Linked DNA regions of Mus musculus: all the other regions are linked to region 4. The links are chromatin contacts, called in public HiChIP or PLAC-seq, Micro-C and promoter capture Hi-C maps. All regions are on one chromosome and are shown on one strand. The core of a region is the stretch at or near the end of the contact, and the rest is flanking DNA. Distances in the headings are between cores, read along the strand shown. Region 1 holds the start of Rgl3 (ral guanine nucleotide dissociation stimulator-like 3). Region 2 holds the start of Raver1 (ribonucleoprotein, PTB-binding 1). Region 3 holds the start of Swsap1 (SWIM type zinc finger 7 associated protein 1). Region 4 holds the start of Carm1 (coactivator-associated arginine methyltransferase 1). Region 5 holds the start of Pde4a (phosphodiesterase 4A, cAMP specific). Region 6 holds the start of Ccdc159 (coiled-coil domain containing 159). Region 7 overlaps Pde4a (phosphodiesterase 4A, cAMP specific).

Region 1 (3,693 bases), core at 505-3,004, 440 kb after region 4:
ACCGAAACTACAGCCCTGAACAGAGGGGTGTGTGGCTCAAAATTGAGTCCAAGGATCTAAACGTTCCCAACCTTGCAGTCGTCAGACCCGACCTTGAGATCCCTCCCCCACGCTCCCTTGGGTCGAGGGTGTGGACGGGAATGGAAACCGACCTCAGGTTCTTGCTGAAGTTCAGATCTTGTCCCTCTGTCCTCTTGCTGTCTACCCTGGGAAGAAAGCCTCTATCAGATGGGAACAGAGCTATAGGGCGTTAGGACCTCGGTTCTAAATTTGAGGTGTATGTGTGTGTGCGCAGGTAGATGGGGTTCTGGGGATGGGGACATGCGGGTCTCCTGAAAATGACTGACCCAGCAGGAGGTGGTGGCGGCGGCGGTGGCGGGGGTAGCAGAAAACCCAAAACGCGGGCTGTGGGTACAAAGGCCCGGTGGGTGGCCAGGAAGGCAGGCACGAAGCCAGGATCCTGCTCGCGGTCTCCGGACACCAACTCATGCACCAGCCGCTCCAGTCGGGCGGCCCTCAGCGCCCGCACCTTGCTGGTTCGGTAATGAAGGAAGGTGTCGGTAGCCGGGATGGGGGTCTGCGGGGGAGTGGGGCAGTGAATGAAATAAGGTGAGGAGCGTTCCAAGCACCTTGTTTCCAATTATACCCATCTCTGGCACTTTTTTTGGGGGGGTGTGACTGTGTCCTTTTCTGAAACTCCGAGACTCCCTAAATATACACCAATCATGCAATGCTCACATCAACCCCGCAGGACACCCCACTACTCTAGCACTTCCCTCTGTGCCCTCCTCACCCCGCCACCCCAGGCTTCAGGCAGTTTTGCAGCCAAGCTTCACTGGCCAAGCCTGAGTCCCACCCATCACCACCTGGCCGCTCCTCCGTTCTGCTTTCCTGCACCCTGCCGGTCAGTTTCGCCTTTGGGGGGAGCGCTATCACCTGGCCCCACCCCGTTTCCTGGATTCAAACCAAGTCACCTGGCCGCCCCCAGGCCCTTTCCACACACCTGGTCGCCTCTTAGCTCCGCCCTTCCTCCTGGCCCCGTAGTTCTAGGGAGGCTCACCCTCAGCTCTCCAGCTTCCCCCTCTCCTCCCAACTCCCAGGCCCCTGAGCTGAGTCCGCCCTCACTTGCTCGCCTCAGTCCCTTCCTCACCTGGCCTTCTCCAGACCTCTCTGGGGTCGAGCGCTGGCTGCGCTGCCGCCGCAGGGAGACGCTGTACACGGCGCCATCCTCGGTCTCCTCGCCCCAGTCCTGCAGCGGCGCCTGGATGTGGAGGCGGGCTCAGGGAAGTCCCTCCGGCTTCAGCCCCCTGCCTTTATGTTTGGCCCACTTTCCCGAACAGAGTATTCAAGACTCGGGGTGGGATCCCAGGTCTTCGCCACGGATACCCTTCTCCCAGGTCTTGAGTGGATGGAGTATCATTTGGGGATATCCCAGAGTCCAATGTCACAAAGAATCTGTCACCTCCTCCTGAGATTCCTCAGACCCCCGTCCCCATCCCCCAAACTAGCCGCTTCACGGGGTCAGGAACTCTGAATCCCCAAATGGGGACTCCAAGGCACATCCATTTTGCAGAAAGATTAGAAAACGAGGGGCGGTCGCCTGGAGTTTCTGAATCTGGGGGTACACTAGGGACGTGGGGTCCGAGGATCCCCAGCTTCCTCTTACCAGGGCCAGCTCTTTGCCCGCTGTCCTCTCCATGGCCCCGGTGCCCGTCCTGCTCCCTGGCGCCGCTGAGTGAAGCGGAAGGGCCAGCGGGCAGTGGGGCGGGGCAGCCGAGCGTCCAGTCGTGGGGCGGGGCTGGGCAAGGCGGTCCCACAATTCCAGAGGTCCCCAGCCGGACCCCATCCCCGCACCCAGGCTAGCCTAGAAGTCCCGTTCCTTCCCAGAAGTGCGGGTCAATCTGTCACTCAGACATATGGGTGCAGGGGACACGACAACAGGTCTGTGTCCCTGGGAGGGAAGTGCTTTATACTAGGTTGGGGTTGATCAATCCCAGGTGTCGAGGGTGTCTCCTATGTCTGGAGGAGAAGGAGGGCACACTGAATCTGTACCATAGGTGATGGAAGCCATGCCATCTCAGGCTAGAAGCCGCGAAGTGTCTGTGGCCCTGCATTTTGTGGGGGCAGCCTTTTGGGGGCGGTGCAGGGTCAAAAAGAGGTGAATACCCAGGGGGTTGTTCAGTGACCTTTATTGCGCGATTCCGAGGCGGGCACCAACCCGCCTCGAGAGATTTACTGTGGGAACTTCTGGCTCGGCCTTTTCTCTCCTCCGGGCGCTGCTGGCCTGCGGTGCTCCCTGCTTGAGCTTCCTCCAAGCCCTTGAAGGAGCCTCCGGGGCTCCCAGACACACACCACCCGTAGGTGGACCCAGAGGGTCGGAGGGCTCCCTAGAGTCCCGGAGGCATCCGATAGGACTTGACTGCGAGTCTAAGATCTGCGCAACCTATTGCGCTTCTTGCTGCGGGCTTCGATTAACTTCTGGGAACGGAGCTTGAAGGCAGCGCGGGTCACCACATCACGGTCATCATCCTCACTCTCCTCTTCATCTACAGAGAGAGGCAGGGGTGGGTGATGGGGAGGGTGAGGGACCGTTTCTTTTTCCCTTCCCAGCCTTCGCCACACCATGCACCTCCTCCTTGGCCTTGACTTAAGGCCACCTCGCGCCCCTCCCATTCATCCCCCTTTGGCCCACACTGACCAAAGAACTTGTCCTTGACACTGGCGACGGGCAGAAGGATGCGGGTGTTGTATAGGGGCAGCTTTCCTTCTAGCGTGGCCAGGAACTGCGGGGGGGGGGGGTAGGGGGAGGCCGGAGAGAGATGTGGGATGGCAGTGAGGCTCTGTTCCACCTCCGTGCACCTTACATTGAGTTTCTACCGGATTCTAGGTGGAGATCACTGCCCACCCTTCGCTGCCTGGTTTCGGAGGCCCTGCCACCTGAGATCCACCCAGTCCAGGCTTCGCTACTCTGGTTATGAAGCTCACGCCCATTCAGCACCTGTTTCCTATGTCAGTCTGCTCTCTGATTTTCGACCCTCCCTCCCCCACCCCCACCCCCACCCCCTGCCTTGGTCCCCACTGGCCGCGGAGGATGTGTGTGAACCTCTCGGTCTGCTATGTGTCGCAGCAACTCAGGCACGTCCTGGCTCTCCAGTTGGTCCTGCAGTTTCAGCAGCTTTTCCTGGACAACTACCAGCAGATTGTAAGCGTAGTCCTCTGAGTCCCGGTCTAACTTCTTTCCTGCCAATACCGTATCATCCTGTGGTGGGGACGGGCCAAGTTAGCTGAGAGATACCGTGCACCTAGGTGGGGACACGATTCACCCAACAAGTGGGCTTTCATAGCTTTGAGGTGCGTGTCTACCACTACTGGGCAGGGCCTCTAAAATGAAAACCTAGCCTTGAGGGTGGAATCTTTGAATCTGAGCTACATGGAGGTCTCTTTGAGATTAATGACACGACCTAGGCCAGTGTGAGGGTGGTTTTCTGAAGAAATGGAGCTCTTGTGGACAAAGTGGGACCTTCTTCACCCAGGGCCGCACCGCCCCATAGACATGGGACACCTGAGTTGGGCTGATGGTTGCCCATTAGAGTCAGAGTTTGAGACTGAGCAAAAGAGGACTTCCCCCGGAATGTAGGACCAAGACAGCGATGCATGGTGTGGAACTTTGCATTCTGGGCAGGAGACAGGGCT
Region 2 (3,793 bases), core at 846-3,345, 450 kb before region 4:
TAACTTCCACACTAGCTGCCTATGCTAACACACACACACACACACACACACACACACACACACACACACAATAGATAAAGGAACTGACAAGGGTGGGTGGTGCCTGCCTTTAATCACAGTACTCAAGAAGCAAAAGCAGGTAAGTGGATCTCTAGGAGTTCAAGGCCAACCTCAGCTTCATGTGAGTCCCCGCCTCAAAAAAATTAAGACACGGACAGACAGAACAAGGATCTGCTTCCTCTGACACAACACAGGACCCACAATTCAGAACAGATGCTGAGCCAGGTCCTGTTACCACTGGGGACTGTCATGTCATAATTGCCCTGTCCATCCATGACCCACAAACCTGTCCCTTTGTATTTGTCCACGAAACAGTACTTGAGTTCGTAGTCGCTCAGGAGGTCATGTACTTCCTGCAGAGACACAAGCAGAAGCCGGGGAGTCACTGGGCAAGGCCGCCTACAGGTGGACCCTCCATTCAAGCAGATAAATGAATAGCTGTTTGTCCATACAGCTATCTTCTACAATCTATCTTGTGCAGGGCAAGACTGCAGATTACATGCTAGGAACACCAACAACTCAAACTGCACACCTTCAAGGAGGCTGCCCAACTTGTCTGATTCCCCTGTGCAAGGTTGAAACCGGTCCACAGCTAATTATGAAGCCATTTTCTCCAAGAGGAAAACAGCTGAGGCTGTAAGAAGTGAAACACACAAACTATCATGACAACAGGGGGCATGCTACCCAGGGGTACCTGGCCAGGGCTGTCATGACAACAGGGGGCATGCTACCTGACCAGGGACCCCACTCACTTATCTGACCCTACACTGTGTGGGTGCAGGGGCCACCCAAACTCCCTCATGTTGACAGGGCTGCTGTTTTGAATGCTGGCTTCCAGGGCAAGTTGCCTGGCTTCCTTGCACCAAATGACCTGTGTATGAGCCCAAGGAGATAGGGCTGGCAGTTCCAGATATGCAGGACACCATGCACACAAGTGTCTATTCCTTGTCTGGTCCTTTATTGTGTTCCCCAACACCTCTGCAGCTTCACTAGCCATGTGCCTATAGAGCAGGGGGTACTAGGGTGAGCCAGTGAGCAGACAATTTAGCAGCAATCAGAAAGGGCCTATCCCACCACCACCGGGCAGGGCAACAGAGATACCACTTTCTTGGGTCCAAAGAGCATTGCACACCCTGCTCTACATGGGTTCCCAATAGAAGGGCAGTCCCGGCAGACAAGATTAGCCACAGGGAAGTGCCACAGAATACAACCCCCGCCCCCCACCGCGGCATGTTCATGTCGAAAGGAGACTTCATTTTCCCAAATCAATTCTAGTAGGCATTGAGGGATGCAGCTCCAACTTCCGGGTCTACCTCTAAAAGGTGTCGATTATGCTTGATAAGAAAAGCCATGCTCTTAATTCTGAAACTTCCAGATTTGAGCTCCTGTCACCCGAAGGCAGAGGAGGGAAACAACCCTCTGAATATGCATGGGTCAGTTGGAATCTATTTCAATCAATCTATTCACAGTCTCCCGTACATATTTCAGCAGGGCCACAGCTGCCTGCCCCTTCCAACTACCTGCAACCTTCAACCACTTGGCCTCTCCCAAGTCCGATGGTCGCCCCTAGCAACGTCGACCAGCACTTTAAAGTGTTTTCTTTTTTTTCTTTTTCCTAACCATGCCCTTTCCACTTCGTTCTTAATGTTTCACGACCCTGGGAGAGGATATGACACTGGGGAGAGCCCCCACTCACAGCAGCGTTGGTACCGCCCGGTTTCCACCCCCCCGCCCGCGTGCGCGCGCACGCGCACCGTGGTGTTTCCCGCCACGCTCTCACCCCCACCCCCCATACCTGGTTGGTCACGTCCCCCGGGAGGCCTCGGATCAGTATCTTGCGGCGGTTACGGAACTGGCGCTCAGTGTGTTCCAGGCGTTTCCGGATCTCTTCCGGATCGAGCGGCGGCAACTCTTGTTCGGGCGCCCGGCGATCGACGGTCTCGGGAGTTTCCGCTTCGGCCTCCGCCTCTGGGCTCAGCGGCGGCCGGTGAGTAACGGACACGTCGGCCGCCATCTTGGGAAACCCGGCGCCTTCTGGGACCAGCGAGCTCAGGGCGGAGCGACATAGAGCGGCAAGGAGGTCGCGTGTAGTGATTGGTTGGTGGAAGCCCCGCCTCTCTCCCGGCCCCTTTCAGCGTATTGGCTAGAACCAGCCCCGCGAGCGTTGCCCCCTTCCCCTGACTCTGGGCCATTGAATAAAAGGGCGGAGCTGCAACATGGAGCCGCCTTACAAGGCAGGATTGAGAATAGGCAGGCGTGAATCCCTAACACCGCCTTAAGAGTTGGTCAGGTGCACACACCTGTAATCTAAGCCCTTTAGAGGGGAAGGCAGATCTTATGATGTCATCCACAGTTACAACGGAAATCAAATTCATGAGGATCCTGTCTCAAAAGAGAAAATGAAACGACAGACAAAAATTAGGTGTACTGATGTACGCATGCAATTCCAGCACTTTAGAAATGGAAGCTGCCAGGCAGTGATGGCGCACGCCTTAAATCCCAGCACTTGGGAGGCAGAAGTAGGTGGATTTCTGAGTTCGAGGCCAGCCTGGTCTACAGAGTGAGTTCCAGGACAGCCAGGGCTACACAGAGACATCCTGTCTCGAAAAACCAAAATGGAAGCTGCAGGACTTGAAGTTCAAAGTCATTCCCTACTATACAACTCAAGTTTGAGATAAACCTGATTCAAAAAAGAAAAACAAACAACCAAATAACAACGACAAATGCTGGCATTATTTTCAGCACTCTGAAGGCCTAAGCAGCCTGGTCTACATAGTAAGTCAGGGTTTCAAAAAACAAAGAAAAAAAGGACTAACTGCTAAGCATGGCAACCCCTGAGTTTCATTTCCAGCAGACTTGGTAGGGGTAGTAGAGATAGACAGCACAGGAAGCAAAAAGTTAAACAGGAGCTGGGGAAGGAACTGGCAAAAGACACAAGGAAGAAAAGATCAGCAGTTTATAATGACAGACATGGATCTCTCTAGCACCAGAAAACTACTTTCAGGAGTCTATGGGCAAGTGCTAATGTGTGTGTGTGTTTGTCTTTCATGACAGGGTTTCTCTGTGGCTGTCCTGGAATAACTTACTCTGTAGACTAGGCTGGCCTTGAACTCACAGAGATCCACCTGCCTCTGCCTCCAGAGAGCTGGGATTAAAGGTGTGCACTATCATGCTGAAAGTTTTATTTTAAAGATTTATTTTTATATTTTTTAATGTGAGTACATTTAATGTGTGTCACTCTCTTCAGACACACCAGAAGACGGCATCGGATCTCATTACAGATGGTTGGGAGCCACCATGTGGTTGCTGGGAATTGAACTCAGGACCTCTGGAAGAGCAGTCAGTGCTCTTAACCACTGAGCCATCTCTCCAGCCCTTGAAGGTTTTATTGATCTGGAACTTGATACGGCCCAATCCTCCTCTCAGTCTGGACCTTGGTCTTCCCCTGTCTCAGGACAACTTACCCTGGGCTGTATCTTTGGACGACAGTGTGCTGAGAGACACAGAGGTACTTCTGTTTCTCAAGTGGTAGCAGCCACTCGGGTTCTGCATCCTGAGGGTGTACACTGACGCCACTGCAGTGGTCACCATCCCTAGGGGCATGAACACCCCCATAGTGATGTTGGCCATCCTGGCCTTGATCGGCACAGAGAGACCCAAGTGCATATGTGTGTCCTGGGTTCCTGCTGAACTTGCCCCTGTAGACCGTACAGGTTCCTCCGTTACCTTGAAT
Region 3 (4,224 bases), core at 1,355-3,854, 410 kb after region 4:
GCAACCAGCCAGCCAAACAATCAAATAAACAAATAAACAAACCCAGAGCTAGACAGAGCCCATAGAGCCAACCCTTCCGGTAAGGCACGTGAAAAGACCCGTGGAGAGTGTGCTGTTGTGATCTGTGCACTTAAAGCTTTGCAGTGTCAGGCTGTGTCTGGGTGGGGGCTGGAGGCTGAAGCATCAGACTTCCTACAACAGTATAACTGTGCTCAGGATGTCTGAAGAATCCCCACCACATAGTCTTCTCAACCTGTGTCCTAGTGTGTGTGTGTGTGTGTGTGTGTGTGCGCGTGCGCGCGCGCAAGGGTCAGGGTGTGGAGTATAAAGTGGGAATATTGTATGGAATGCTTTGTGTCAGGGTTCAGCTGTTTATGTGTGTGGGGGCAATAGAACTCTGAATGCCATAGCATGTGTGTGCATGTGTGTGCATGCAGGGTGTGTGTATGTGCATGGTATGTGTGTTCTGGGGTGTGCATGTGTGTGTGCAGGGTGTGTGTGTGTGTGTGCTCAGGGTGAGGGTGCCCAGCTGTGTGTGTGGGTGTACTGGGGGATGTTGTGAAGCTGTTTTCTGTCCCCAGAGGGAAAGAGTAAGCTCAGGAAATCACAGTTCCGCCCTGTTCCTGGGTCTCCAGGCAACCGTACCACTTTGAAGTTACTAGGAGACAAGGTTTCCAGGGAAACAGGCTTGAGTGACAGCTCACGAGCCAAGTTTGGGTGAAGAGACTGGCTGAGAAATCAGGATCACCCACCACTCACCTTGGTTCCCTCAGTTCTTCCTCTTTCATTCAGTGACTTGACAAGAATTGCACTTTTCCAGTGTGGTCATAGACTCTTGTGAATGAAGCCCTCATTCTCTCTTCTCTCTCTCTCTCTCTCTCTCTCTCTCTCTCTCTCTCTCTCTCTCTTTCTACACACACACAATTTTCTCTCTCCTCTTAATACAAGCAGGCATTAAGAAGGTCCCAGGCCAAAAAGAAAGTTAGATGACAGGCCTCTTAAAGGGCCCTCATACAGGGAACCTGGGAGAGGTCTCAGTATGTACAGTGCAGGATGTACAGGCACGAGCCTGAGAGTCGACCCATTTAAACACTGGACACAGGATCGGTCTCGTGGTGGGGCTGTGACGGTCATCCAGTCTGACATACACAGCAGTGAACAAGACACACTGTGCAAATGAGCTAGAAGGTAAGGACTGACCTCCACACGCTAGGTGGCACAGGTAATCCTGCACACGCCCACACAAAAAAAGATTTTTAAAAAATCCCAGAAATCGGGGCCAGTGAGATGGCTTAGAGGACTCTTGCCACCAGCCCTGAAGATCTGTCATCCAGGGGCTGGCGAGATGGCTCAGCGGTTAAAAAACACTGACTGCTCTTCCAGAGGTCCTGAGTTCAATTCCCAGCAACCACATGGTGGCTCACAACCATCTACAATGGAATCTGATGATCTCTTCTGTCATGTAGGTGTACATGAAGACAGAGCACTCATATACATAAAATAAATAAATAAATCTTTTTTTAAAAATCTGTCATCCAGGGGACACACATGGTGGGGTAGAAAGAACTGCATCCCATCCCAGAAGTTGTCCTCAGAGTGCATGCACTCTGTGTCAATGGGAGTATATACACACTCACACCAACTAAATAAATGTAATCACCCCTCCCCCCATGGAGGGCAGAGTGCCTGCTCAGCATGGACAAAACCCCGAATTTCACCCCCAGCCTTGTATTAACTTATCATAGTGGCACAGGCTAAAATGTCTGGGACCCTACCAAAAAATAAAATTCCCCATATTCAACTATGCAGAGACAAGCAAACAGGTCTCTGTGAACTTTGCTTCGGTGACATCAGCAATTGTTCACACCAACGCATTACAATGATCACATGGAATCACAATATTCATTTTGCAGGTGGGCAAGCTAAAAGTCTGGTTATCATCATCATTATTATTATTTTTAAAGATAGGTGCTCATGTAACTCAGGCTGGTTGCAAACCTCAATATATATCTAAGGGAACCTACTTTTTTTTTTTTTTTTTTTTGAGACGGTTTCTCTAGACTGGCCTTGATCTTAAGAGATTCACCTGCCTCTGCCACTCAAGTACTGGAATTAAAGGTGCGCGACACCACCGACCGGCTTCTACTTTTTTTAATGTTTAGATTTATTTTTACATGAGTGTGTGTATAAGCGCGGGGCCATAAATATATGGGTGCCACGTGTCCGCGGAGTCCAGAAGAGGGCGTCGGATTCCCTCACACTGTACTTGTGCATGGCTGTGAATCACCTAGTAGATGGTGGGAACTGAACCCGGGTCTTTTGGAGGAGCAGCCAGTGCTCGTAACGACTGAGCCATTCTCTACAGCTCCGACCTAGAGCCTGGGCGTCTCTTTGGAGCACGTTTGGACCCTCGACCTTCCTTTCCTTTTAATCGATCACACGGCTTCTTGCAGCAATTCCCTCAAAGTACCCACTTCCTCCACGCTCCGTGTTTTGATCATTGGCTGACAGCTCCAGCGACGAACTTAGTCTGTGAACTATAGCCAATGAGGCCTCTGTGTGGGCGGGCCCAAGATGAGATATCGCTTTTGATTGGTCAGCGGCACTCAGCAAATGGCGGAGGCGCTGAGGCGGGTGCTGAATGCCGGCTGCGCGGCAAGGCCAGGAGAGGATGGCGCTGCCGGGCCGCCATTGCTGTTGCTCGGCGCTCCGCGCTCTGCGCAGACGTCGCTGCTGTTTGCAGCCGCCCTTGAGGCGGCAGGGGAAGGCCGCGGGTCCGTCCTCTTCGTGACGCGAAGGCCCCTTCAGAGCCTGCCGCTCAGTACACCCACAGCGCGAGAGCATTGGCGGCTCCAGGTAAACGGAGGGCTGGACCTGGCAATGCGTTACCCAATGGCGGGCTAGTTCGCGCCTGAGTGACAGTTCGATAGGCAAATGGCAGCGTGAATCGTAGATTCACAACTAAATCGTCATAAAGCGTCTGTGGAAGTGGTGGGTGGAAGAGGCGGAGTAGGGTCGTGGGACGGGACAGTGCGGGTTTAGTTAAGATGAAGTGAAAGACCGTCCTGTGGTCGGGCGGCATTGGTGAGCATGGGTGACAAACCAAAACAAACCACCAAAAACAACAACAAAAAAATACGGACTGGGATTAACTGAACAGAGAATTTACCTAACATGCGCGAAGCCCTGGGTTCTTTCTATCCCTTTAACCAGACTTGATAATATATGCCTGGGATTCAGTTCTCAGAAGTGTCAGGCCATCCTTGGCTACAAAACGCGTTTGCGATCATCCTGGGTCACATGAGGCCCTGTATTAAAGAAAAAAAATGTTTTTTCCTTAAATAATCTTGAGCAGTGACAACTGCTGGAGAAGGGCAGGTGACAAGGGTGAAGTATTTGAGCTGGTGCTTCATCCTGGAACTTTATATATGGACCATGAGAGCCTAGACCGGAAAGTATAGAAGTGAGGTAGCCATAATAGGGAGTTTTGACCTCCTATATTAAGTCTAGCCTTTTCCTATCTTCTAGAAGGTTCGTTTCCAGTACCCATCCTCAATTCAAGAGCTTCTCCAGCTGCTGGCCTCTGCCCATGAGGCCCCAGCACCGACCCCATCCCTTCTACTCCTGGACGGCCTGGAAGAATATCTCGCAGAGGATCCCAGTGCCCAGGAAGCCGCCTACTTGGCTGCATTGCTTCTGGATACTGCTGCCTTCTTTAGCCACCGTCTTGGAGCCAATGGCAGTTGTGGGCTTGTTGTGGCCCTTGAAACCCAGAAAGAAGCAGAGGCCGATGCCCCACATCTGCCATTACTTAAGCGATATTTTCCTGCACAGTGCTGGTTGCAGCCAGATGCCCTAGGCTTGGGACAGCATTGCTGCCTTCGAGCCAGCCTAGAGTTGGGCAAACTGAGCCCTAGGACAGAGTGGTCAGTGAGTTTCTTACCCTGTGGAGAGATGAAGGTCACCCCATGGCTTGCCCAGGCTTCTAAGCTCAGCCCAGAGAAGAAAGATTCAAGTGCTGGAAGCCAGTCCTTAACTTTGGGATGTGACAACCTCCCTGGTCCTGGGTCTCCCTTGGATGGGATACTTACTTCAGAGACAGGTGCAGATTCAAAGACCTGAAAAATGTAGATTTTCTGTTTATAAACTAGCATTATTGTCATCAGGGCTGGCAAGATCCCTTGGCAACAGGCACGGTAATTTGACTGATTCCCGGGACCCTCG
Region 4 (3,911 bases), core at 604-3,103:
ATCACCGGAGAAGTCACTATTGAATCCGGACACCCAGTCAGGCACAAGAGGTCTACATTCTCTAACTCCTTTCCAGTGCTTCCCCAACGGTCACTTACTTCCAGACTGCGTGTTTTATTTTTAGGAGAGATGTGTATATTTTTTGTTGCTGTTGTTGTTTCTAGATAGGGTCTCACTGTGTAGCCCTGGCTTTTCTGGAACTCACTGTGTAGAGCAAGCCAGCCTCAAACTCATAGATCCACCTGCCTCTGCCTCCAGATCGCTAGAATTAAAGTTACTGCCATAACACCTAACTTTGGGATGTTTTCTGTTTGTTTTGAGATAGGGTTTTTCAGTGTAGTCCTGGCTGTCCTAGAACTCACTCTGTAGACCAGGCTGGCCTGGAACTCAAGGACTGCCAGCCTCTGCCTCCTGAGCATCGGGATTAAAGGTGTGTGCCACCACTGCCCAGCAGAGTGCGTTTTTACTCTTCACTTTGTGGGTCCTGGCTGCCTGAGATTGTGTGCTTGCACCATTAGATGGGAGGGATGACTTGGGAAAGGGTTGAGTCTTTTGTGAGTCTTGCGGAGGCCCAGGAGGGGGTACGTAAATTAGAGTTCTAAGAGGCCCAGCAAAAGTGAACAAGTGACTGGCCACTGTGAGTTCACTGGGGGACCTGAGAGTTAACTAGTGAAAAGGAGAGGTCCTAGTGGAGAAGCTAAAGAATTAAAGTTACTGCCTTGAAGTTCTTTGTGAAGGCCAAGCTCTGGAGCGCGGCTTGAAAAGCCTTTATCCCAGAGCAGCATGGGAAGGGGCCCCAGCTGGGTGCGAGCCTGCAAACCAGAGCACACCTATCACAGGGCCTTTTCTTACCAGTGGGACGGGATCAAGGCGGAGCTTACCTGGGAACGTACAGGGCGGAACCTTAACTTGGGGGCGTGGCCGAATCACCTGGGTTTGGAAACGGTTCTTGTCTTTCCTCAAGCTCAGGAGAGGTTGTTTGCAGGACACTGGCCCGGAGGGGCCCGAACTCTCCGAGGGAGGGTTTCGTGGATCAGAACACCGTCCCTTGACAAAAAGATGCAGAGCACCGTCTGCATTCTGCTAGTAACCGTCCCTCCTGGGGGCGGAGCCAGCCCTCCTCCGGGTGTATAAAGTAGCTGAGCGCCTCCTTCTGACAAACGCCTCACCCCCAAGAGTACTGGGGGAGTACGCAGCACGCCAGCCTAGGGGCGGAGCTCAGCCCTGGAGGAGGCGTTTCTTCTTAGTTCTCCGACTCACGCCTCTCCACTTTTCTTGAGCTATGCTCACAGTGGCACAAAGCATGGTGGTTCGCTCGCTGCCGGCCTGTGGGTGGGTCTGGCCCCAGAGGCGTGTCCGAGCGGCCAAGCATTGCCTCCTGAAACGCCCTGTGGTACAAAGGGCTGTGGATCACCGTGGATCACCGGTCGCCGGCCCGGAGCGGGGGGTGGGGCCGCCTGATCATTCCGGGGGCGTGCCGGGAAGGCTAAGCACCGCCTCCCGACGCATGCCCTGCCCATCTCTCCAGAGCTGTGCGCGGTGGCACAAAGCGCCTCGGTTCGCACAACGCTGCCTCGGGGCGGGGCTTAGCATCCCTGGGGGCGTGTCATACTGCGGGGCACCGCCTCCCAACGTAGGCGCCTTCACCCGGCCTGCCCGGGAGGCTCAGCCACCTCACAAAGCAGCGACCGTTCCCGCGGGGTGGGGCCGGCCCCACCCCCGTCGTGCTTGCGCTCGCCCGGCTCCCTCAGGCGCCAGGAGGGGGCGCTGCGCCACCGAGCCGGCCCGTGGCGGCGGCGGCGGCGGCGAGGCGTCGCGTGGCCGGCAGGCGGCGCGCTGCCAGCCTCGGCCTCGGCCTCGGCCTGCGCGGCGGCGGCAGCGGCGGCGGCGGCGGCGGCGGCGGCCTGGGCCCGGGTGCGGCGGTGGCGGTGGCCGTGGTGGCAGCGGGGCCTGGAGCCGGACCTAAGATGGCAGCGGCGGCAGCGACGGCGGTGGGGCCGGGTGCGGGGAGCGCTGGGGTGGCGGGCCCGGGCGGCGCGGGGCCCTGCGCTACAGTGTCTGTGTTCCCGGGCGCCCGCCTCCTCACTATCGGCGACGCGAACGGCGAGATCCAGCGGCACGCGGAGCAGCAGGCGCTGCGCCTTGAGGTGCGCGCCGGACCAGACGCGGCGGGCATCGCCCTCTACAGCCGTGAGTGCTGGGGACACCCTGGGGACGGCGGCGCACGAGGCCGGCGGCGCGGGCGCCCGGGGAGGGGGCAGGCGGCGGAGGGTTGGGGGGGGGGGGGGACTCGGGCCGAGCTTGTACACGCGGCTCCTGCTGCCCGCGGGCGAGATAGCAGAGAGGGTGTGCGTGGGGACCTTGGAGCCCGAAGAGGGGCGCGGGAAATAAGAGTCGCGGGCCTGAGATTTGCAGCGGGTGGGGTAGGGGGGCGCGTGGCAGGAAGTGGGGCCCCGAGGATTCTGGGGGGATTGTAGAGGGGACTGGAGAGAGGGAGTGATTGGGAGGGCTCTTGAGCGGGTGTGGTTTGTGGATCTCATCTCAGGGGACATCCTCCTCACACACGGACATTTGAAAAGTGGTTTTCAGTGTGTAACACCGGGAAGACTGGGTGCCGCCCTTGTGGAGGACTTGGGATTCGGGATCCCCCACCCACACACCCACCAGGGTGGGTAAACTTTGGGACTTAGGACAGAGCCCTTCCTGATAGAGATTCCCAAGCCCATCCCCCATGGAAACGTGGAAGAGGGGAAGGCCGGCTGGCTGATGGCCGGCTTTAGAAGTCAAGAGGTAACAAGCCACCTCCCTCGCCACGCGCCTCCTGTCTTTTTTAAGAACGTGAGAAGCTGGTGACATTATCAGAAGCTGCTTCAAAAACTGACATTTCAGTGGGGAAAACAAGGGGGGGGATCACTAGTGTGTTTTCGAAGTGCACCCCCCCCCCCAGCTTTGTAGTTCCACCTTTCATTCTTCCTTGCTCTTGCTACTCTTTCTTCTGACGGATTCCTCAGATGGATTTGCTCTTGTGTTTCACTGGTCTTTGTCTCCCAGGATTTCGTTCACTGATGCTCTTAAGGGGCCACCAAGGAAGATGGGATCGATTTTAACCTGTGGGAATTTTTTTCTACTCCTTGGTAATGGGGTGTTGTTGGAAAGGGAAATGTGTGTAGCAGTCTGTTCAGACTGATTCTCCTCTCTTTGCCTTGACTTTGAAACACACAGGAGAAAGAAGTGTCTGGTTCCCAAGTGTGGGGCACCTTTGGGGGCTTGGGCAGAGCTGGGGTCTCCTTGATCACACGAGAGAAAGGGGAATTTCACAGACTAAAGAACGAAGCTCTTTAGGACTACAGACCCCTAAGCAAGCCAGTGGTGTTTGGCTAGCCAGGGTACCAGGGCTTACCTGGAAAGTGTTCTGGGGACCTGGGTGTGATGGACAAGCCTGTGGTCCCAATACTTTATAGGCTGAAGCAGGAGGATTCAAAGTTTGAGTACAGTGTGGGTGACATGGGCAAATCCTGTCTGAATCACCAAGACAAAGTTCAGGTAACTTGGGTTGTTTAAATGAACTTGATAAAAACACCGTTTTTATAGAGCTTATTTACAGAATTGTTATTTCCCACATAGTCTCTAACGCCCAGCTTCATCTATTAGAAGCTAATGTTATTACAGAGGAGACTTTACAGTTTGTGTTCTTGTTGTGACAGGGCATTTCTGCATAGTCCTGGCTGTTCTGGAGCTAGTTATTTAGACCAGGCTGGCCTCAGAGAGAGAGCTCTTCCTTCCTTTGCCTCTCAAATGCTGGGATAAAAGGTATATGCCACCATGCCTGGCTATAGGAGGATCTCGGTTTAAGAGCTGCTTGGCTACAAAGTGAGATCTTGTCCTCAGAAAAGAGAGCACAAGTGAGGTGG
Region 5 (3,738 bases), core at 1,219-3,718, 380 kb before region 4:
ATCCTCCCAGGGCATCCTAGCCCTGCCCCCACATCTTGGCAAGCTCTCAGTTAGAGAGCCAAAGAGCTGAGCTGGCTCTGACTACCAGCCCACCCCTGCCCAGGCTCACTTCCCAGGTCCCATCTTTGTAATGACAATCTCTCCTATCCCCAACCCCACCCACTCCTTTGGAGGGTTCTAGGGTCTCTGCTTAAGCCATGATATATTTTTTTAAAGATTTATTTATTTATTTGTTATATGTAAGTACATTGTAGCTGTCTTCAGACACTCCAGAAGAGGGGGTCAGATCTTGTTATGGATGGTTGTGAGCCACCATGTGGTTGCTGGGATTTGAACTCTGGACCTTCGGAAGAGCAGTCGGGTGCTCTAACCCACTGAGCCATCTCACCAGCCCAAGCCATGATACTTATTTCCAGATGAGAGTAAAGTCCCCCCTCCCACACTCCAGCCTCTATTTAGTTCAAGTCCAGCTTGATTCACCTCAGTCCTTGAGCCTTCAAATACCTGTAGCCTAGCCCTTGCCCAGTCCACACCTCCAGGTCACCGCCCTATGACCCTCGTCCAGAGCTGTGGCCCATGGTTACAAGGTAACAGCTGGGCAACGTGACACTTGCAAATGCTTGGGGGAAGGTTCCTGAGAAAAGTAGGGGAACAGATACAGTTCTGGCTTTGGGGAACACCTGGGGCTGTTGGTGGGGGGCCAGTTCTTATGCCGCGCTCCTTCACCCACGCTAGGAGTCCCCTCCTGCTAGAGAAAAGCGGTTGAGGAAGTTGGAAATTGGGAAAGGTTCAATTGCCTGTGTGTTAATAAGAACGGGGGTGGGGGCAAGAATACAAGGCTTGTCCCCCTAGACGACCAGGAGAGGTGATGTAGGGGGCGAGGGCTTGGGCCAAGGGACATTGCAGCACCTGAGCAGCGATCTAGCCTGGGAGGGAAGTGAGAAACGGGAGGGCACACAGCACTCCACCCCCCAGCCCAGCAGCCATCGGGGCTCAGCCAGAGCCGGGAGGAGGGATGGCGACTCGCTCGGATTCCCACTCGCTCTTTGCTCGTTCGCTCGGCACGGCGCTGAGGGAGGCGGGAGCGTGAGTCACGGCAACTCCGGATTTAGGTGCCGGAAGGGGGGTTCTGAGGGCGGGGGACGCGGGGAAAAGGCTCCGATTGTTTACTCGCCTGAAAACGTCAGGGGTGGGTTTCACCCTCCAATGCTCTCCTATCCCAGCTACCCCTCCCACCTGCCTCAGTTTACCTTTCGAAGAACAGCTTAAAGTCTTTAAAAATTAAAAGAAGAGGGGGCGGCGATTGGGCCAGCGGGATTCTCAGTGGGTAAGGGCGTTTGCCTCCAAGCTTGCCTATTTGAATTCGATTCCCAAGGCCCACTAGGGAATCGTTAGGAGAGAACTGACTTCTGCAGAATGTCCTCTGTCCTCTCCTATCCTCGGCATCTAATGGGTATTCGCAAGGACTGAGGGTGCACAGCTGGACCAAATCTTGCTGCAGTAGTTGAGATATGTAGCATTTGGATGATGAAGTGGGAGACTCGAGTTCCCATACACACACACACACACACACACACACACACACACACACACAAATAATGTAATTTAAAAATTCTGAAAGATAAGAGGTAGCGATACCTATATATTAGTCACAGGGGGACCCAAAGGGACACACTCCCATACCTCCAGATGCCTCCAGGCCGACCATACACCAACATGCGTCCTCAGTCACAGACAACTGAGGAAGAATCACGTGCACAACTCGCACCAGCATCCTCCCATTATAATGACAATACAGCGCCGGAGTGCGTGGGAAGGTGTGCACAGTCCTGGGCCACCGGAACAGACCCCACGGGACGCTCCGCCCTCCCGACGGGTCGTACACGTGCGCGCGCCTTCTTACACCCCCCCGACAGCAGCAGCGGGAGCAGTCACCACGTGCGCGCACACACTTCCAGGCGTCATCGAAAACATAGACAACCCTCGGAAGGGGCCACGTGCGCTCACATCCCGCCAGGCGGTGGAGGAGCCACACGCTGTCATTGGTCCTGCGTGCAATACTGTTAGCTTGCAGACACCGCGTCCTGGTGGCACGAGGACCACTCCCGCAAAAGGGGACCTGGGATAAAGGGTGACAGGGGTTCTAAAAACGAGGATACGACAGCCCCTGACTCCGCCCTAGCCTTGATGGATGCGGCTGAGTGACACCCCGCCAACCAGTCGGATGTCTTCGTCCCGATGCCATTAACCCTTTAACTCTTCGGTCCCTGTGCGTTGTTTGCTGCTCCAAAGGGCTCTTGGAGATTGGCGCGCGTTGGCGCCCCCTCCCCGGCGGGAATGGGTTGTGCGTGGGTGTGGAGGACCGCCACCCTCCTCTCCTTGGAGGAGGAGGGGGTGGCGCTGTGACAGTCGCCAGGCGGGCGGGCGGGTGGGGGGGCAGGGAGGGGCGGGCCGGGGCGGGGAGTCGCGGCTGGCGCCGGGTTCCGAGAGCGCAGCGGGCTCCAAGCGCCAGGAGGACACCGGCGCCGCCGCCGTCCGCGTTCTCCGTCCTTGGGCGCCATGGCCCCACTGAGGCCAGGAGCTCCCGTGGGTCCCCAAGCACCTCGGCCGTGGCGCCACTGAGCTCGGACAGGCCAGGGGACGTTTTTGCCCCCGGGCACCCCACAAGACAGAGCGGGAGCCATGGAGCCTCCGGCCGCCCCCTCGGAGAGGAGCCTGTCTCTCTCTCTTCCCGGGCCCCGAGAGGGCCAGGCCACCCTGAAGCCGCCCCCCCAGCACCTGTGGCGGCAGCCGAGGACCCCGATCCGCATCCAGCAGCGCGGCTACTCGGACAGTGCCGAGCGCTCAGAGCCAGAGCGCTCGCCGCACCGGCCCATAGAGCGCGCCGACGCCGTGGACACTGGCGACCGGCCAGGCCTGCGGACTACCCGCATGTCCTGGCCCTCGTCCTTCCACGGCACCGGTACCGGCGGAGGCAGCAGTAGGCGGTGAGACTCCCCCGGCGAGCGGAGCGCACAAGCGCTCGAGGGGCGCCACGCGCAATGCTGGCCAAAGGGGGCGCTGTGGGGCGGATGGGGGGGCCAGCGTGACCCGCGTGGGTGGAGAGAGGGGGCGCCACTGCACCAGAAGCCCTTTAACTTATGGGATACCCAGGGTAAAGTTGAGGGTCGGGGGGATCCATGCTGTTTTAGGGCTCTCTACAAGCTTAGCCAGTAATGGTACAGAGCAGCTGCTGGAATGGGAGTACCTCTTGGAGAGACTGACTGAGGCTGGACTAATTGTGGGGTGTCCTAGGGAACATTCGATAAGGGGTGACTGAAGAACCACGCTGGATACTTCCCATGGGGTAGCACACTAGACGCTAGTGGGTGGAGAATTGGATCAGGGCAGCCCTACAGTAGCTGGTGTTAGTCCAGGCTGTATTATGACTTGGAACAAGCCCTAGCCAGGCAGTTAGGGCTTCATGGCACCCCAAGGTGCCCCATGGACCTGTGCCAAGGGCATGTGAGGTCCCATCAAAGAAGAATTCCCACCTTTCTGAAGTGACAGATGAAGGTGTGTAGAGTAGCTGGGATTCCTGCCATGGTAGCCTCAGGGAGGGGTCTTCAGTTGTGTGTGACAGGCTGGGGCTGCCTGTACTTGGGGCTCTGCCTAACTCTGCTATGAAGACAGTGATTGTGACAGTGGCATTGTGCTTCTGGGCTTCTGTAACTGTCCCAGGGTGACTATGTTGGTGTC
Region 6 (3,708 bases), core at 602-3,101, 380 kb after region 4:
GGCCATTCTGGTCTACAGAATGCAAACCTAGCATGTGCAAGGCTCTAGGTATCCCAGCACTGTGAAAACTGCATCAGATAAAGGGCTGGGGAGTAAATTCTAGGATAGCCAAGGTAACACGGAGAAAGCCTGTCTTAAAAGTGTGTGTGTGTATATCTATATCTATATATGAGAATGTTAGAGGGAGACACCTATCATCAATCCCTGGTCTTTCTTTCTTTTTTTTTTTTAATCTCCCACCCCAACCCCTGGTCTTTCTATATAAGATTGTACACATGTGCACATGAATGTACACACACACACACACACTGAAATAACACAAATCTCCTTAAGTGTTCACTGGAGTCTTGAGGACTCTCAAATCCTCATACCTGACTGACTTCCCACAGTGTGAGGTGAATCCAGGCTCGCTGTGGTGCCAAGATGCAGAGGTTGATGAAGGCACAGCCCAAGGAGACGTGAAAATAGACTGGGAAGACCTTGCTCTGCACCAGTCCAAATGTGTGCCGCGGGAGGCTCCGAAAAAGCAGGAAGCCTGGGAGGTGGAGGGCCACAAACACCGTTAGGTTGCTTCCGGGTCCCCCTCCTACTCAGTCCTCACTCTAAATAACAGGTTGGAGGGTCCCTACCTGAGATAAAGGTCACCCACACCTGCATGCCCCAGGCACCAGACAAGACCAGCAAGTGGATGACTTTAATCAGACTTCCCGGGTCCTCTCCTTTTTCCATTCTGCAGCCCTGGGAAGGAAACAGTGGTGACTCAGCTTAACCTTCGACCCCCGAGCTTTGAGGCCTTGGCAGAGAGTGCATAGGGCCAGCCTCACACTGGTGCAAAGATGAGAGAAAACAGCCTGGAAATGGCAGTTGGAAGACCCAAAGTAGACCCTAGACAATCTCAAGCCCAACCAGTCGATCTGGGCTCAGGCTTGGGGCTGGAATCGTGGCTTTGCGGTCAGGGACTTTGTTGGTGCTGGCCTTACATGCTATCCTCCATACTTGCAAAATAATAGTAATAATAATAAGTAAATAATATCACCCAACATGAAGGCTTGTACCTGTAAATCCCCAACACTTGGAAGACGGAGACAGGGGAGTTGCCACTTTTCTAGCTCAAAGTTAGAAAAAGATTCCTCAATTCCAAAAAGCCTTTAAAGACGTAGAAACTGGCCTGGTGATTCACAGTTGTAACCCCAACATATCAGAGGGTGATGCAGGAAAATCACTGAGTTTGAGGACTGCCTGACATACTGTGAGACTCTCTCAAAATAAGGAAGCAAGCAAACATCTCAGGTCCAGCTGAGCAAATGGCTCAGCGGGCAGAGCGTTTGCCTCACGTGCAGGAAGCCTCGCGTTCCGTCTCCAGTTCTGCATAAAACAGGTTCTGGTTCTAGTCTGTCATTCCAGCACAAAAGTAGAAACAGGAGGGGCAGGAGTTGGAAGCCAACCAGAGATACATGAGACCTTGTCTCAAAACCAAAATTCTAGAACAAAAGACTCTCTCTAAACCACAATGTCCACTGCACCCCAAAAGCTTGAATCCCAGCAGCTCAAGTTCACATACTTAGGTTTTCAGGGATTACCCTAGCTCTGCAGACATCTAAGAGCCCTCATCCGGAACCCGAGATATTCTAAGAACATCCCAAAACACCCCCGGAGCCCCATCTGACCCCACCGTTGGAGCACACGAGCTCAGGCGTAGGGACCAAGAACCGTGGCAGCTCCAGTGCAGCTCCGGCTTGCCTGAGATTTCCCAGGTTTTCTTCCGCCCCGCAGGCCTCGCCCCACCTCCCAGCCAGAGCCAATGAGATCACAGCTCTCACTCCTCTGGACTCTCCCACTTAGGGATTGCCCAGTTGGCTTGCGGGAATCAACTGGCCATCTCGCCTCTCCGGACTTCATCCAGTCTCACCGAAGATGCGCAGGCGCCAATGAGCTCCGCGCCTGAGCGGAGTGAACGGGCGTGGCTTATGGGAGGACCACGCCCTTCTCTGTGACTCCACCTTTGGCCTCCCCTCGTTTTCCAACGATGGTGTCCTCAGGGGATCAAAACTTCAGCGTCACAGCTGGGGACTGGCTTCGTGGTCCCTGATGGGAGAGCATGAACGGGTGGTATGCTGTAGTAGGTGGGAATGGAAGAGAATGGGGAGACTGGAAGGGTGTTAGATTGACAGAACAAGGGGTTAGGACTAATAGCAATGGTTAAGCTTCCAAGCTCGAAAATTTTTCTGGAGAAGGGGACAGCTGAAGATTCAATTGGGGTTGTGGGGAGGGCAGGCAAGGTTGGGGACCTTCTGGTGGTGACGCTCAGAAATGTGTCTTTCCTTTCCCGCTCTAATCTTCGAGGGTATCTGTGGTCCTCAGGTGACATTCTAGAACAAATTTCATTTACAAGCATTGGACTAAATCTGTGTAATCAGGGCAGCCCAATATAGTATATATAATTTTTTCCCCTCCCAGATAGATTCTCACTGTGTAGCCATGGCTGGCCTGGAACTAGCTTTGTAGACTAGGCTGGCTTGGAACTCAGGGACCCCCTGAGTTCTGGGATTAAAAGGGCTGAACTACCACATCCTGTCCTTTATGTGTTTTGTTTGTTTCAGATTTAAAAAAATTTTTATGTGTATTAACGATTTGCTTGTATATATGTCTGGGCACTGCTTTCGAATCTAGTGCCTGTAGAGGTCAGAAGAGGGCATCAAATCCTCTGGGACTGGAGACACAGACGGTTGTGAGTCACCCTATGGGTGCTGGGAATTGAACCTGGGTACTCAGGAAAAGCAGCTAAACCAACTCTCAAGCCATTTTTTTTTTTAAGGTTTTTGTGACAGGGTCTCTTGCCCTGACTTGACTGAGACTCACTAAGTGGACCAGGCTGGCCTCGAACTCAGAGAGATTTGCCTGCCTTTGCCTCCTGAGTGCTGGGATTAAAGGCATGTGACTACTTTCTGTCCCCTTTTTAAATATAAAGCCTTGTTATCCTTGTTGTGCATGAGACATGTCTTACGAGTGCGTGTGTCATGGCACGCACGGCAGAGGACAACTTTACGCAGTTGGTTTTCTCTTCCCACCTTTAAGCTGGTCACTGGGCATCCGTTTGGGTTTACCTCTCCTCTGACTTTCACTTCTGCCAATACTGAGGAGATTCTGGCTGGAACATCTCTGAGGAGTCTCTTTGGGGAAACACTAAAGAGATCAGGTGTCTGGGGCTGGTTCTTAGTTGGCAAAGCACCTGCCTAGCGTGCAGCTGGGTTCCACCCCAGCACTGTGTAAACGGGATGCAGTGACACACGCCTGTCGTCCTAGCCACCGGGGAGGTAGAAGATGGAGAATCAGCTGTTCAAGATCATTCTTGGTTACATAATGAGTTGGAGGCTAGCCTGGGCTACATGAGACTGTTTCAAAACAATACATAGCTAAAACCAAAAGGATGGGGAGTTAGTGGGCTCAGAGCTCCTCCCATGCCCCCTTTGCAGTGACTCTCTTTTGGCTGGCCTATCCCGGGACTCTGACGACTGTGTTTCTCATCTCTGCACACCTCCGTTACTCGCCATCACATCTTGGGCTGCTAAGGAGAGGAGCCAGTACTCACCACCTCCTGGAGAGCCTGGTAGACATTTGGAGGCCTGGGAGGGGCTGACAATTACAAGTGGCTTTCACTTGTCCCTGAAGGAAACCTTTGTCCCCCTAGGGCCCTCCTCAGACAAGGCT
Region 7 (4,188 bases), core at 983-3,482, 340 kb before region 4:
CTGGGATTAAAGGCGTGCACCACCATGCCCGACTGTTTTTGTTCTTTTTTTTTTTTTAAAGAATTTTACAAAGAAGAATGATTGAGGAAGACATCTTAAGGTGACCTCTGATCTCTGTGGATATGCATACCTGCACACAGGCACACACACATACAAAGATATAGTCTGTCTTAAAGTCCATGTATCTGGCCCATGCTTTTAATCTCAGCACTAGGGAGGCAGAGACAGACAGATGGCTGACTTCCAGGACAGCCAGGACTACAAAAAGAAACCCAGTGGTGGGAGGGGTGGTGCTGGAGAGATGGCTCAGTGGTTAAGAGCACTGGCTACTCTTCCAGTTCAATTCCCAGCAACTACATGGTGGCTTGTGACCATCTGCAATGGACCTGATACCCTCTTCTGTAATGCAGGCATACATGAAAATAGAGCACTCATATACATAAAATAAATATATGTTGGGTTTTTTGGTTTTTTTTTTTTTTTTTTTTAAGTTTAAGGCAAGCCAGGTGGTGGTGGCACACGTCTTTAATCCCAGCACTTTCGAGGCAGAGGCAGGCGGATTTCTGGGTTCCAGGCCAGCCTGGTCTACAAAGACAGGGCTACATAGAGAAACCCTGTCTCAAAAAAAAAAAAAATGTCCATGCATTTGAACTTTATGCAATTTGTGAACAGTAATGAGGCTCAGAGTCCTAGGAAGTAGCTTTCCTGTCCCTGAACCATGCAAGCTCCTGACTTCTTACCCTGTCACTGCCAGGAACTGGAGAACTTGAGCAAATGGGGCCTGAACATCTTTTGTGTGTCGGAGTACGCTGGAGGCCGTTCACTCAGCTGTATCATGTATACGATATTCCAGGTGATGTCGAACAGGGAGCTGGCTGGGATCCAAGGGGCTGGGACGGGGCATTGGGGGTCAGCAGGAGTCACTGCTCTGCTCTGGCTCCCAGGAGCGGGACTTACTGAAGAAATTCCACATCCCCGTGGACACCATGATGACATACATGCTGACGCTGGAGGACCACTACCACGCTGACGTGGCCTACCACAACAGCCTGCACGCAGCCGATGTGCTACAGTCCACACATGTGCTGCTGGCCACGCCTGCACTGGATGTGAGTGCCCGCCTCCTCCTGTCTGTCCCTTCATCTCCTCTAGCCCATTTCTCTAATCCTATCTTCTCTTGTTTTTGGGGGGTGCTGTTGCCTATGTGTGGAGGTCAGAGAACAACTTTTGGAACGGAGTTTTCTGCCTTTTTACTATGTAAATCCAGGAACCAGACTCAGTCATGTTTACCTGAGTAGCAAGTTCTTTTACCCAGTGAGCAGTCTTGCTAGTGTCTGTTTTGTTTTACTGGCCTGTGTGTGTGTGTGTGTGTGTGTGTAAGGGGGCACACGGGGCATGTGTGGAGGTCGGAGAACACTCCTTTGTGTCTTACCGTCCCTTTACCTTGTTCCAAGTCAGGATGTCACTTGTTGCCACACATCCCCAGACCAGGCTGGTGTACAGCTCTCATAGAGATCCGCCTGCCTCTGCCTCCTGAATGCTGAGATTAACACCTTCATTTTTGAAACAGGGTCAACCACTGAGTAGGGGAGATTGGCCAGGGGCCCCAGGGACGCAGCCCTCTCTCAAAGCTGAAATTGCAAGATCAGCCCACAGGCCTGGCTTTTTAATGTGGGGTGTGGGTTTGAAGCTCAGGTCGTCATGCTTGCGTAGCCAGCACTTTACTGGTTCAGCGATCATCTGCCCAGACACTACATCTATCTTTCTCTTCCTCTTCTTTCTGGAGTCCCATCTTCCTCATCTCTGTCTGGGCTGTCCCTTTTGTGTGTCCCCTCTGTGTCAGACTCTGCCTCTCTCTCACTTCTTCTCCCTGCCCCCAGGCCGTGTTCACAGACCTGGAGATTCTTGCTGCTCTCTTCGCTGCTGCCATCCATGACGTGGACCACCCTGGCGTCTCCAACCAGTTCCTAATCAACACCAGTGAGTGGCTTTTCAGGGCGGAGACAGTTAGGCTCAGGGCGTGGCCATTTGGCCTAGAAGCAACATCTGGTTGAATGGAGGTGGGAATAGCCCCTCACGTTGGGATGAAAGTATGGAGGTGGTCTAGCTGGAACCGGGGCTGGTCAGGATGAAGGTGGAGCCTGTGTTGTAGAGATTAGACCACCTGGGCTAGGGGAGGAGCTGGCAAGGCTAGCTTTGGGGCTTAATATATTGATGGGAAACAACCTGCCTGTGAACCTGGTTTATGGGGCGTGAAATTAAACCAACTGAGCTAGGGGTGGAGCCAGCCAGGTGGGGGCGGGGCTTGTGAGGATGGGATGGGCCCGCTAGGCTAAGGGTGAGGACGGCCAGAGGAGGATTGGAGCAGGAACAGTCTAGGCGCCTGATGCTTGGTTTATTTGGTGAAGCACCGATGTGGCAGAGGAGGGGGCTGGGACTAGTCAGTCTGAAAATGAAGCCAACTGGAGACTGGGCGCGCACGGGGCGGGGCTTGGTACCCAGGTGGTACCACGTGGTACTCTGCAGATTCGGAGCTGGCATTGATGTACAACGATGAGTCTGTGCTTGAGAACCACCACCTGGCTGTGGGATTCAAGCTGCTGCAAGAAGAGAACTGCGACATCTTCCAGAACCTCAGCAAGCGCCAGCGGCAGAGCCTGCGCAAGATGGTCATCGACATGGTGGGCGGGGCCAGCGCTGTGGGTGGGGCTTGGTGGCGGGGCGGGCCTTAAGAACCCTGCAGTTTGGCAAAGGAAAATAAATCTAGGGCCAGGGTAGGTAACAGAGTGGATGTCAGGGGGAGGGTGGGCAAGCTTTCTTCCCTGACTTGACATATCTTGCTTTTAGGTGCTGGCCACAGACATGTCCAAGCACATGACCCTTCTGGCTGACCTGAAGACTATGGTAGAGACGAAGAAAGTGACCAGCTCTGGAGTTCTCTTGCTGGACAACTACTCTGACCGTATCCAGGTGCCCCAGATGCCCTCTTCCTCGTTCGTGATTGCCTCTCCCATCTTCCCTTTCCAACACATGCCCCTCCTTCCTCTGTCAATTCCCATATGTCTCTTTCTCAACCTCTTCCGTCTCTCTCCAACCCTCTCCCCTGACGTACCCCACTCAGCTTCTCTCACCACACACCCATCTTGCCCCAGCTGTCTCTCACCTCTCTCCATTTCCCTCACACTTCTTGCCTCAGCTTTCTCCTTCACTCCAATTCACCTGCCCAGCACACACATACACAGACACGCATACACACACATGCATTTGTGCATTAGCGCGCGCGCACATACACACACACACACACACATACACATTCAGGCATACAAGCACATGGAGTTAAGAAAACCTTAGGCCTAGTGAGCACCCTTAATCCCAGCATTCCAAAAGTAGAGACTGGAGGATGGCCACAAGTCCAAAACCAGCTGGGACTCTATTTGGAAACCCCTTTTAAAAAGTCAAATAAAGCCACTAGAAACTAAATCTGAGTGTGCTGTTGCATCCCTGTGTCCCCAGCACTTAGAAGATGGGGGCAGGATCAGAGTTTGAGGTCATCCGCAGCTACATAGCAAGTTCAAGGCCAACCTAAGCTACAGGGGACCCTGTCTCATAAAAAAGACAGGGAGACAGAGAGAGAAGACAGCCAGAGGCCCACAGACTGGGATTCTGCCTGGCCTCTGAAGGCCCCTCCCTGTATTCACCAGGTCCTCAGGAACATGGTGCACTGTGCAGACCTCAGCAATCCCACCAAGCCCCTGGAGCTGTACCGACAATGGACTGATCGCATCATGGCTGAGTTCTTCCAGCAGGGTGACCGAGAACGGGAACGCGGAATGGAGATTAGCCCCATGTGTGACAAGCACACAGCCTCTGTGGAGAAGTCTCAGGTACGGCGGGTACAGGGCCTCGGGACAGCTTACAGGAGTAGCTTGGCCCACCTCTCCAGGACGACAAAATCAGTGTCTGACTCTTTGGTAGTGGGCTCATCGGAGGCAGGTCACTCCCATTTTGCAAAGTTATGTTCACAGATCTCTGGCTAGTCCACCTATCATGGCATCAGTCTGCTGCAAACCAGGCATTTTAAAAACAATGTTTTGTGTGTTGGGAGGGGGGTGGTTTTAGTTTTCTGTTTTACATCTGGACCTTGAACTCACTATAGCCAAGGATAAATTTGAATCTCTGATCTTACTG

Evidence for each region. A called contact is a pair of places that touch in the nucleus more often than the background predicts. HiChIP or PLAC-seq counts read pairs in DNA pulled down with a chosen protein or histone mark. Capture Hi-C pulls out chosen DNA fragments and counts their contacts.
Region 1: a contact with region 4 is called in an H3K27ac HiChIP or PLAC-seq map of large pre-B cells, with 2.7 times the contacts expected there. The contact joins the promoter of Rgl3 here to the promoter of Carm1 in region 4. A contact is called at or near these places in 2 of 115 datasets of contacts at active chromatin or transcription factors (embryonic stem cells and large pre-B cells).
Region 2: a promoter capture Hi-C map of adipose tissue shows a contact between it and region 4. The contact joins the promoter of Raver1 here to the promoter of Carm1 in region 4. A contact is called at or near these places in 4 of 39 promoter capture datasets (cranial neural crest, liver and pre-B cells), 2 of 484 Hi-C or Micro-C datasets (CD8 T cells and natural killer cells), 3 of 115 datasets of contacts at active chromatin or transcription factors (astrocytes, embryonic stem cells and thymic regulatory T cells) and 1 of 9 other capture datasets (adipose tissue).
Region 3: a contact with region 4 is called in an H3K4me3 HiChIP or PLAC-seq map of embryonic stem cells, with 10 times the contacts expected there. The contact joins the promoter of Swsap1 here to the promoter of Carm1 in region 4. A contact is called at or near these places in 3 of 39 promoter capture datasets (liver and neural stem cells), 1 of 484 Hi-C or Micro-C datasets (CD8 T cells), 2 of 115 datasets of contacts at active chromatin or transcription factors (embryonic stem cells and large pre-B cells) and 1 of 9 other capture datasets (macrophages).
Region 5: a Micro-C map of embryonic stem cells shows a contact between it and region 4, with 5 times the contacts expected there. The contact joins the promoter of Pde4a here to the promoter of Carm1 in region 4. A contact is called at or near these places in 8 of 39 promoter capture datasets (the C10 cell line, cranial neural crest, embryonic stem cells and 4 more), 1 of 15 datasets of contacts at CTCF or cohesin (large pre-B cells), 4 of 484 Hi-C or Micro-C datasets (B cells, CD8 T cells and embryonic stem cells), 8 of 115 datasets of contacts at active chromatin or transcription factors (the SCID.adh cell line, embryonic stem cells, epiblast stem cells and 4 more) and 2 of 9 other capture datasets (liver and pancreatic islet).
Region 6: an H3K4me3 HiChIP or PLAC-seq map of embryonic stem cells shows a contact between it and region 4, with 7 times the contacts expected there. The contact joins the promoter of Ccdc159 here to the promoter of Carm1 in region 4. A contact is called at or near these places in 6 of 39 promoter capture datasets (the SN4741 cell line, embryonic stem cells, erythroid cells and 3 more), 3 of 484 Hi-C or Micro-C datasets (LSK cells and embryonic stem cells), 6 of 115 datasets of contacts at active chromatin or transcription factors (the NIH/3T3 cell line, embryonic stem cells, epiblast stem cells and 2 more) and 2 of 9 other capture datasets (adipose tissue and pancreatic islet).
Region 7: an H3K27ac HiChIP or PLAC-seq map of embryonic stem cells shows a contact between it and region 4, with 2.8 times the contacts expected there. The contact joins the enhancer-like site here to the promoter of Carm1 in region 4. A contact is called at or near these places in 4 of 39 promoter capture datasets (the C10 cell line, cranial neural crest, liver and 1 more), 1 of 484 Hi-C or Micro-C datasets (embryonic stem cells), 7 of 115 datasets of contacts at active chromatin or transcription factors (the SCID.adh cell line, astrocytes, embryonic stem cells and 1 more) and 1 of 9 other capture datasets (liver).

The regions. Positions count from the first base shown.
Region 1 is chr9:21,987,699-21,991,391 of GRCm38.p6, forward strand. Rgl3 (ral guanine nucleotide dissociation stimulator-like 3) reads right to left here and starts at 1,755. Exons shown (of 19, transcript NM_023622.4): 1 at 1,667-1,755; 2 at 1,151-1,261; 3 at 348-577; 4 at 153-206; 5 at 1-15. The coding sequence starts at 1,699. Ccdc151 (coiled-coil domain containing 151) reads right to left here. Exons shown (of 13, transcript NM_029939.3): 11 at 3,104-3,259; 12 at 2,699-2,783; 13 at 2,173-2,546. The coding sequence ends at 2,428. Gm36414 (a long non-coding RNA gene) reads left to right here and starts at 1,798. Exons shown (of 2, transcript XR_379185.4): 1 at 1,798-1,941; 2 at 2,888-3,010.
Region 2 is chr9:21,089,904-21,093,696 of GRCm38.p6, forward strand. It overlaps Raver1 (ribonucleoprotein, PTB-binding 1), which reads right to left and starts at 2,096. Exons shown (of 13, transcript NM_027911.4): 1 at 1,856-2,096; 2 at 347-413. The coding sequence starts at 2,074. It overlaps Gm38431 (predicted gene, 38431), which reads right to left and starts at 2,105. Exons shown (of 17, transcript NR_038081.2): 1 at 1,856-2,105; 2 at 347-413.
Region 3 is chr9:21,953,149-21,957,372 of GRCm38.p6, forward strand. Swsap1 (SWIM type zinc finger 7 associated protein 1) reads left to right here and starts at 2,605. Exons shown (of 2, transcript NM_025870.1): 1 at 2,605-2,856; 2 at 3,529-4,224. The coding sequence starts at 2,614. The coding sequence ends at 4,122. It overlaps Gm45914 (predicted gene, 45914), which reads right to left and starts at 2,858. Exons shown (of 1, transcript NR_132099.1): 1 at 2,136-2,858.
Region 4 is chr9:21,545,041-21,548,951 of GRCm38.p6, forward strand. It overlaps Carm1 (coactivator-associated arginine methyltransferase 1), which reads left to right and starts at 1,854. Exons shown (of 16, transcript NM_021531.6): 1 at 1,854-2,190. The coding sequence starts at 1,968. It overlaps AB124611 (cDNA sequence AB124611), which reads left to right. Exons shown (of 7, transcript NM_001198794.1): 7 at 1-291.
Region 5 is chr9:21,163,246-21,166,983 of GRCm38.p6, forward strand. Pde4a (phosphodiesterase 4A, cAMP specific) reads left to right here and starts at 2,469. Exons shown (of 15, transcript NM_183408.3): 1 at 2,469-2,987. The coding sequence starts at 2,683. Gm36118 (a long non-coding RNA gene) reads right to left here and starts at 2,423. Exons shown (of 3, transcript XR_870565.1): 1 at 1,684-2,423.
Region 6 is chr9:21,925,620-21,929,327 of GRCm38.p6, forward strand. Ccdc159 (coiled-coil domain containing 159) reads left to right here and starts at 1,852. Exons shown (of 13, transcript NM_025977.3): 1 at 1,852-2,109; 2 at 3,474-3,607; 3 at 3,689-3,708. The coding sequence starts at 2,099. Tmem205 (transmembrane protein 205) reads right to left here and starts at 1,916. Exons shown (of 4, transcript NM_178577.5): 1 at 1,673-1,916; 2 at 630-738; 3 at 372-535. The coding sequence starts at 729.
Region 7 is chr9:21,202,444-21,206,631 of GRCm38.p6, forward strand. Pde4a (phosphodiesterase 4A, cAMP specific) reads left to right here. Exons shown (of 15, transcript NM_183408.3): 9 at 755-853; 10 at 945-1,109; 11 at 1,881-1,980; 12 at 2,527-2,681; 13 at 2,848-2,970; 14 at 3,702-3,884. Among named protein-coding and RNA genes, the nearest start is that of Keap1, 35 kb to the right of the region's middle. Within about 2 kb of position 2,233, at least 73 of the 459 cell types and tissues checked have an H3K27ac peak or open chromatin away from gene starts, as enhancers often do. A contact at or near this core is called in embryonic stem cells, where this site is marked.